Regions from separate parts of the Mus musculus genome. Here region 2 is linked to region 1. A link is a contact called in public Hi-C data. All regions are on one chromosome and are shown on one strand. The core of a region is the stretch at or near the end of the contact, and the rest is flanking DNA. Distances in the headings are between cores, read along the strand shown. Region 1 overlaps Dpcd (deleted in primary ciliary dyskinesia). Region 2 has its middle 21 kb from the start of Fbxw4.

Region 1 (4,397 bases), core at 801-3,300:
GTGGGATCACATTTTGTTTCTGCCGCTCTGGCTCATCACAGTGGAAGAGCCTGGCAATGAATCTGTTTCAGCCTGATCGAGAAAGAGGGTGTGGCCACCTCCACCCTGGGGCTTCATTTTGTTTCTGTTTTATCTTCTTATCCACAAGCTGCCAAACTGGCCAGCTTGATGCTCGGGTGCAGAGCCTAGCCCCATGGGCCACTGTATCATTTACCACACTCTCCTTCAGGTGGTGTGGTAGGTACAGTCTCCGTTCCCCTAAGAGGCCTGCCTACAGGGAAGTGGGGAGTGTGGTGGTGGGGAACCTCCACCCACCTCCAGCGCAGCCCTGAGTCCTGTCCTCCTCTTAGCACCCCACACCCTGTCATTTTGGCAGGGTTAAAGGGACAAGGGAAAGGGAGAGATGAATGAATTAATTTCAGGATTATTGCTGTACACGCAGCCAGCAGCCCCTGTAGTGGACCTTGTCTATAAATACAGAGTCATAATAATAAGGGTTTACGTTTATAAAGTGCGCTGAAGTCCTAAGATAAAAGGCCGTTTATTCCCGTTATTGTTCTCATCATTAACAGGAGTCAGTGCCTAAAGTGGAATTTAGCAATTTCAGACAACAGAGAAATTGCCTGTAGGAAAACAAACTCCATGCTTCAGCAAGCATTCCCTGGCGGGAGAGGCCCTGGGTCCAAACTGGGAACAAAAGTGCTTCTGATAGCACTTGAATCTGCGGCTTAGCACTTTGTGGAGCTGGCTGCTGCCTCCTTTTCATCCCCCAGAGGTCACTGTCGAATACAGATATCAGACAGAAATGTGATTACAAGCGAGTGCTACAAGAAAGGCTAGCTAGCTCACCAAAAAAATTCATCTGTGAGCAGATCCTCTGGGCCCCATCTCCTGCACACATATACCGTATATACCGTAGGTGGCGCTGTTGGCCAGGGGCTCTGTAGCTAGTGGGGCATTCCAGCACCCAGTGGCACCCAGTGGCGGGGACTGGGGACATTGCAGAGATGCTGGTGGAGGCAAGGTAGGATGGGAGTGCTATCCTGGAGGGGTGGGCTTCCCACAAAGGGGAATGGTATTTTAGTGCTCACTTTGAGACTGAGTTTCTGAGCCCTAACCAGGCTCAGCCCTGCCCCCTGCAGGTCCATCAGATAGGAAGCTAGAGAGGCGGCCAGATGTGACCTATGCTTTCAACAAAGCACAATAGTGTTTTTATATGTGCAGGGTCTAATTTTTTTTCAGAATACTTTAAAAATCTCTTTCCTGGTCATCATATCATCCACAGCAGACATGCAGTGTATGAATAGATGTAGAAAGGCATGTAAGAAGTCGGCACCACATGACCTGTGCAGAGAAGAATGTGGCCTCCTTGCTGAGCACCTGGGCATCTGTAACACACCCCACCATGGCACTTTCCTTCCCCTGGCGCTGTGCCCTCATTTTAGTATTCCAGCATGCAGTTCCCAGCCAAAGCTGCAGCTGCCTTGCTGGTATCTGCCTGGCCCCTGGAGAATGTGGTTAGCCACTTGTTTAAAGAAGTGATTTCAGGGTCCTGTGGTGGTCCTCCGCCTCAGTATTGCTAGGATGGGCTGGGGAAGGAAGGAACTGTTTCTACATGATTCTGGTGTGGTACATCTGGTCCCGATAAGACCTCAGCCTGGAAGCTGGCAGCTGTTAAGGGGAAAGATGGAGTGTGCTGGACTAGGAAGATGCTGGCTTAAATCTAGCCTCTGCCATGTGACTGTGGTATTTAGGCCAGCTTCTCACGTAGGAGAACGGTGCTTATACTACCTCAACGATTGTTTGAGGAATTTGACAATATCAGATACCTGCGTGCTCCCTGTCCTGTGGTCAAGGTGCCAAAGCATGGGATCTGAAGAAAGCCTGGCTAACTGCACTCACTGTATGGTGATGATGCTGTGACAGCCCTAGAAGCCAGGACTCGGTGGTCAGATAACTTGCACACCGCCAGACTCACTTGAGTGTGGGCCTGTACATTATGACTCTGGGAGTGGCAGGAAGTAGGGCTGCCATGTGCCCGGGACAGGAAGTAGGGCTGCAGCAGCTCTCGGGCTGAAGCCCTCTTTGGTTACCCGCCAAGCCCTTGTGCAGGCTGGAGGAGCGTGGGGCAGCGCGCATGGACCTTTCCTCAGCAGCCCCGCTCTTGCCTCAGCCCTCCCTCAGGGATGTTCACTGAGCCTGCAAAGGGAAGGGACCGGTGAGGGGGTCACAGGGAATACAAGCAAAGCAGGCCGAGAAGGCACTCTGACTGTGTCAGAAGCACGGTGGGTTCCTCTCATCCAGGCCCTGGGGACAGTTCAAGTTCAGTTATTGTTGCAGCAAACCCTGAGTAGGTGAGGTGGGGTGGCTGTGCATGGGGGAACCCGGAAGGTACTGCACTTTAAGGAGTTGTTGAACCTCACCCAGTGTTTGCGCTGCTGGCACTGGCTGCCTCCGCTTCCCAGACTCGTGGCAGGGGTAGGTTAAGGAAGGGGTCGACGTCCCCGGGATCCTGAGGTTGCCTGGGATGGGGACAAACCTTGGGCTGCTTCTCCTTCATTGGCCCCTCCTGGGAGTGGGTGTGGAAGGCGCTTCTCTGTTGGTTCTGCTTTCTGTGTATATTTGCCAGGAAGATGTTAACACTTCCTACCCGGCCTTTGTGTTCACCTAATCTCTGCTGTTTAACCTTTGACCCTCTGCTATTATCAGCGTCTGCCACCTTTGCTGGCCAGACCAGGGCCCCAGGAAAAGCCCTCGCTCAGCCTGTTGGCTAGGAAGAGGATGAAGCAGGCATTCCACCCTGTTGCAGGCAGATGGATCGCCTTTCCCTGGGGCAGAGCTTTGGAAAGGAAAGAAACTTGCGGTACCATTAGGGTCCCCCGCCCCCACTCCTTTTGAACTGTCAGTCTTTAAGTAAACATTCTTTTCCTGCGTTGGGTCCCAGCACTTGTGGGGAGAGGGGAACCTGGGAAGAGACCCCCCCCCCCAAGCCTCTTCTGAACTGAGGGATTTGGGCAGGGAGGACAGGCCAGAAGTGCTGCATTGATGTCAACTCTCTGAGTCCCTGGGGCATCAGGGCTTTTGAAGTGGACTCAGTGTAGCTGTCACCACAAGGGCCAGGACCCTCTGAAGTATTGAAAGCCATTCTCTCTGGGCCCAGCTCTTAAGCATGTTGTACCTGCCTAAGGCATTTCCCTCCTTGGCCCACACAGCCTCTCCCTCTGCAAAAAAGGGACCCCTTGTCCAAGTGAAGGCTCCGGCAGCCCCTGGCCAGTGCCCAGCCCACACAGCCACCAAGGAGACTGCCAAATGAGACTGTTTGAGAGGAAGGGCCTTTCCTTAGGCTCTGGTCTAATAAGTGTGTGGGGAAATCTCCGACCTCCCCCCAGCCTCCCCCATCCCCACCTCACCCTAACTCCTACAGCACTGACAACTGACCAGGGCAGCAGCAGCAGCGCCTCACCCCACTCTGCTGCATTTCCTCCAGGGAAGCCTGGGATCTGTGCTTGGTTGGTTTGGGTTTTACTCTATGTGAAAATGGAAGGCTGGAGTACTGAGGGCAGGAAAAGGGTCCAGGTCTGGGATCCAGGGTCCTTTAGCGTCATAGCTCGTCTCCCTGGGGAGATAGATGGCTCTGTGTGCTGTGCTTTCCCTCTGAGAAGGCCCCCTGAGGCTTGGGGTGCTCTTTGTGTAGTTGGGAGTTCCCGCCCTGCATGGGGAGCCCCTCTGCCCCTGGTTCTGCTCACCGTTGGCTCTGAGGCCACTACCGTTCTTTTAGAACCTCAGACTCAACCAGGCCTTTCTGCAGGCTCTCCCTGTTTCCTCTCGAGCTTTACAGAAAATGGGGGAGAGCTGTGGAGGGCCTAGTGTCTCCCGACTGTCGGGGTCGCTGTGCTGGTTCCTCAGCAGCCTCTTGTGTCCCCACAGGTACTACAAGAAGTTCTCCATCCCTGACCTAGACAGACACCAGCTTCCTCTAGAGGATTCTGCGTTGAGCTTTGCGCACGCCAACTGCACCCTGATAATCTCTGTAAGGTTTGCCCAGACTTGGCATCAGGAAGAAGTTTCTCATCCCTCTCCCACGTCCCAGGATCCAAGCATCCCAAACACTTAGTGTGCTTGTTAGAGAACCGGCATCTCCTATTCATCTGGGGGGGGGGGGTGCAGGAGGAGACCAAGAGAGAGCCACACCCCAAAGCTCTCGAGGTGGGGCAGTGGTGGTAATCACAAGCCTTAAGTTGTCACCTTGGTCTTCCCCTCCCCAGCCACAGGAGCTGAGGAAGTCCTTCAGACCCGGCACGCCTAGGTTTCCTCCCATACAAGGAGGCTCTTGGAGAGCCAGAGTGAGAGTGTGGAGGGAGAATCTAGTAACTGAGTTATGGTTTCTCCCTGGTTCC
Region 2 (4,397 bases), core at 815-3,314, 110 kb after region 1:
CTGGATACTAACAACAACTTTTTTTTTTTTTTTTTTTTTTGGTTTTTCGAGACAGGGTTTCTCTGTATAGCCCTGGCTGTCCTGGAACTCACTCTGTAGACCAGGCTGGCCTTGGATTCAGAAATCTGCCTGCCTCTGCCTCTCAAGTGCTGGGCTTAAAGGCATGCGCCACCACGCCCAGCTTAACAACAACTTTTCAATGATGTCTTTAAAAACCAAACAGATGGGCCAAGGGTGTAACTCAGGTGGCCGAATGCTTGCTTAGCACACTTAAGGTCCTGGGTTCAATCCCCAGTGGCCCATAAAGCTGGGCATGTCAACGCCGAGGAGGCAGAAGCAGGAGCGTCAGACACTGAGAATCCTCCCTGGCTGCATAAGAACAAGGCCAGACTGAGCTACATGGGACCCTGTTCTAAATAAACAAAGAATTACACCTGCAATCCAGAACCCAGGAAACCGAGAGAGTTTGCCTTGAGTTTTAGGGCCAGCCTGGGCTACAGAGATTCTGTCTCAAAAACAAACACATAGGATAATTTGAACGAAATGAAAATCACCATGGCCTTTGTATCAGTCAGAGTTCTGTAGAGGAACTGAGCTGATAGACTAAACCTATGTATAAGTATAAAGGGGGTTACTAGAATGGCTTACAGGCTGTGGTCCAGCTAGTCCAACAACTGTCTACCAGTGGAAAGTCCAAAAATCTAGTAGTTGTTCAGTCCACCAGGCTGGATGTCTCAGATGGTCTTCAGTATAGTCTAGTATCCCGAAGAAGTAGGTATAGGCTTAGGTTTTTCACAACCTACTTTAGTAAGGGTTCTCAAATGCTTTGACTCCCCTTCTAGCCCACAGTACAAAGGTAGAAGAGAAAAGATGGGTAATGGGACAGTGAGGATGTAGACCTGTGTGGAAGTAGTCCTTTGGGGAAATTACAGCCTTTGTTGTCAGGGTACTAGCAGTTCAGTTCAAAAGTGCCACCAAACACGAATCAGCATTGTAGCATGATCCAGCAGAAACAGCCAGGCCTCCGGCGAATAGGTACAAGTCAACGGGAGCAACCAGAGCAGCAGGAATGCCAGGAGTAGTTCTCTGCCATGCCTCTCAAAGTGAAGTGAAGATCAGAAAAGACACGAGACCAACGAAGGTGTTGCACAGCTAGCTACACAAGGGTACCTACCGTCACTGTTGTCTTATACTCTCTCCAGACATCACATGTCTGCTTCAGCAAACCATCACAGGAGTCCGCATCACAAGACACAACCAGAAATGTCTGAGTCAGGTCGGCTCTCATGCCAGTGAACGAGTGGACTTGCCAGTGAGAGGAAGGGGGCACGAAAGGGCAAAGAGCAAACACTTTCTTCTTCTGTGTCCTTTATAAAGGCCGCCACCAGAAGCTGTGGCCTCAAAAAAATCTGGATTAAAGGTGGGTCTTCCTATTTCAAATGACTTAATTAAGAAAAATCCCTCACAAGTATACCCAGCCGCTTGGGTTTTTGTAATTCCAGATGTAGTCACCTTGACAACTCAGAATAGCCAATACAGTCTTCAATGAAGTCTTTTGTATATTAGCTTCTATGCATTCATTTTCATTAACAAGTAAAACTGTTATATAATTATGATGTACAATATAGTGACATGTGTGTATGTTGCAAGCTATTTAACATACGCACCACTCCGTGTACTTTTTGTGGTGAAAGTTTTTGGAATTTACTCTCTTGAGATCTCTGAGTGTATAATGATACACATGGCTTCATCCCATTTGACTGAAATTTTATGACATTTCACCAGCAGTGCCCCGGTGTCCCCGGTAAAGCCACTATTTCACTGTTTATTTTTTAGTTCAGTGCTTTGAGATTTCACACATAAGTGAGACTTATTGCCCCTGGCTTATTTCAGGTAATATAGTGTCTCCCAGGTACATCTACATCAGAGACTATGGGACTTCCACTTTTTTCTTGTAATAGCTGACTAGTGTCTCATCTGGTCATCCTCTTATGGACTCTTAGGCTGACTCCATATCTGGGTTATTGTGAATAAGTGCAATACTGACCGTGGGGGGCAGATATCTCCTAGACAGGCTGGTTTTCTTATCTTTTGGATATATGCCCAGTAGTTGGCTTTGAGATCATATTGGTGGTTCTATTTTTGTTTTTGCAAGTTTACACTCCTACCAAAGGTGTTTAAGGGTTCCAAAATCATACAATCACACACACATTCACACATATACACATTCACACATGTTCCTTGTCTTTCTGATAATGGCCATCCTATAGGTTGTGTGCTGGTGCTTCTTTGTGGTTAATGTGCAATTCTCTAGCTCTCCGTATCTCATAGACCTGCTGGCTGATTTGAGAAATGTGTATTCTGCTCCTTCTGCAGCGTTTTAATCAGGCTATTTGTTTCCCCACTGTTGAGAAACTTGAGTTCCTTACATATTTTGGAGATTAGCCCCTTGTCAGATGTATGGTTTTCAAATATTTTCTCCCAGCTCATAGGCTGCCTCACCTCCCCTCTGCTGATAGTTTCTTCTGCTGTGCAAAGCATTTTACTTTTCTTGGTTTGTTTAGATTTTGGTTTGGCTTTGTTTATTACCAAGCATTTTTAAAGTTCTGTATTAGCATATATTAATGATAGATGATGGATTTTGTGATATTTTCAGACATGTAGAAAATGCATTCAGAACACATTCACCATTTCCCTCCTTTCTCCCTCCCACTCCGCTCATCCCCTCCTTCTGCTCAGCTAGTCTCCCTTCTGCTTTATGTCGTGTGTGTGTGAGTGTGTGTATGTGTGGGTGAGAACGTGTATGTATGTAAATATGAGTATGTGAGTGTGTATGTGAATGTGTCTGAATGTGCATATATGTGTACATGTGTATGTGAATGTGCGTGTATGCATGAGTGTGAATGTGTATGTGTGTATCTGTGTGTGAATGTGTGCGAATGTGTGTGTGAATGTGTATATGTGTGAATGTGTATGTGATTGTATGTGTCTGTCTGTGTGTGAATGTGTGCATACATGTTCGTGAATGTGTTTACACATGTGTGTGCGGATGTGTGAGTGTGTGTTGGTATGTGTGCATGAATGAGTGTGAATGTGTGCATGAGTGAATCTGTATATACAAGTGTGTGTATGAATGTGTGTGTGAATATGTATGTGAATGTACTGTGTGGGTATATGTGCATACATGTATGGCAGAATGACTCTAATTTGGGTACATCACAGGAACATGGTAAGGGATAATTTACAGGGTCATGGATCACTTTCCAGCTGGACACCACTGAAGAAACTGTCTTTCCCTTGTTTTTGTTTGTTCCTGAGATGTGGTATCTCATAGCCCAGGTTAGCCTCAAACTCTCTGTGCAGCTGACGACGACCTTGAGCTGCTTCCCCTGCCTCCATCTCCGAATTCCAGGACTACAGATGTTCACGTTTTTAAGGTTTTAGCTTTGTTTCCAGGAGTTTCACCATGACGCTTTCACGCACACATCCCGTTATGCTTCGCTATTTGCCCCACCTTCTCCCCACCTCCTGCCGGCCTTCTCTCCCTGGAAAACCCTGCTTTCATGCTATGTTGTCCATACTCCAAAGCTCTTCATTTTGATGTAAGCCCTTTGTCTATTTCCCTGTTGGACCTATGCTTTTTAGTGATATAAAAGCCATCATTGTCCAGGCTGCTGTCACAGAGTCTCTGTCCTGTCATCCCAGGTCTTAAGTCTTTAATGAGTTTTGACTTGACTTTTGAGTGTGGTATGAGACGAGACTCTGACATCATTCTTCTGCATGTGCATCCAGCTTTCTCAGCATCGTTTATTAAGGAGACAGTTTTTTCTCCTCCGTGAGTTTTCCACATCTTTGACAAAATTTAGCTCAAATGTGCGGATTTATTTCTGGGCTCCTATCCTGGCTTCCACGAGTCTGTTTATATGTGATGAGACACTGATACCTATAGCTCTGTGACAGATTTTTGAAACCTTGTAGAATAAGGATTCAGCTTTGTTCTTTTTATCCAAGTGCTGGCCTTGCATACATATACAAAGCCTGTAGTTTACCTTCCCCAGGTCCCTGCCCCAGAACCAGAAAGATAGAAAGAGAAAGAAAGAAAGAAAGAAAGAAAGAAAGAAAGAAAGAAAGAAAGAAAGAAAGAGGGAGGGAGAGAGGGAGGGAGGTAGGGAGGGAGGGGGAAAGAAAGAAAGAAAGAAAGAAAGAAAGAAAGAAAGAAAGAAAGAAAGAAAGAAAGAAAGAGAAAAGAAGGAAGGAAGGAAGGAAGAAAGAAAGAAAGAAAGAAAGAAAGAAAGAAAGAAAGAAAGAAAGAAAGAAAGGGTGAAAATCTTGCTTTCTCTCTTCATGAGTGTAGTAGTCTCCCTTCCATGTTTCCTGTAACATTTAGGACATTTCTT

The links. Hi-C and Micro-C count contacts between places; a contact is called where the count stands out from the background.
Region 2: a contact with region 1 is called in a Hi-C map of the G1E-ER4 cell line, with 6 times the contacts expected there. The contact joins two enhancer-like sites. A contact is called at or near these places in 3 of 39 promoter capture datasets (cranial neural crest, embryonic stem cells and liver), 4 of 15 datasets of contacts at CTCF or cohesin (CD8 T cells, the G1E-ER4 cell line, large pre-B cells and 1 more), 67 of 484 Hi-C or Micro-C datasets (B cells, the Ba/F3 cell line, CD4 T cells and 38 more), 15 of 115 datasets of contacts at active chromatin or transcription factors (acute myeloid leukemia, bone marrow-derived macrophages, craniofacial prominence and 7 more) and 4 of 9 other capture datasets (adipose tissue, embryonic stem cells, liver and 1 more).

The regions. Positions count from the first base shown.
Region 1 is chr19:45,573,066-45,577,462 of GRCm38.p6, forward strand. Dpcd (deleted in primary ciliary dyskinesia) reads left to right here. Exons shown (of 6, transcript NM_172639.3): 5 at 3,928-4,030. Among named protein-coding and RNA genes, the nearest start is that of Dpcd, 15 kb to the left of the region's middle. Within about 2 kb of position 2,051, at least 118 of the 459 cell types and tissues checked have an H3K27ac peak or open chromatin away from gene starts, as enhancers often do. A contact at or near this core is called in the G1E-ER4 cell line, where this site is marked.
Region 2 is chr19:45,678,622-45,683,018 of GRCm38.p6, forward strand. No RefSeq gene overlaps it. Among named protein-coding and RNA genes, the nearest start is that of Fbxw4, 21 kb to the left of the region's middle. Within about 2 kb of position 2,065, at least 3 of the 459 cell types and tissues checked have an H3K27ac peak or open chromatin away from gene starts, as enhancers often do. A contact at or near this core is called in the G1E-ER4 cell line, where this site is marked.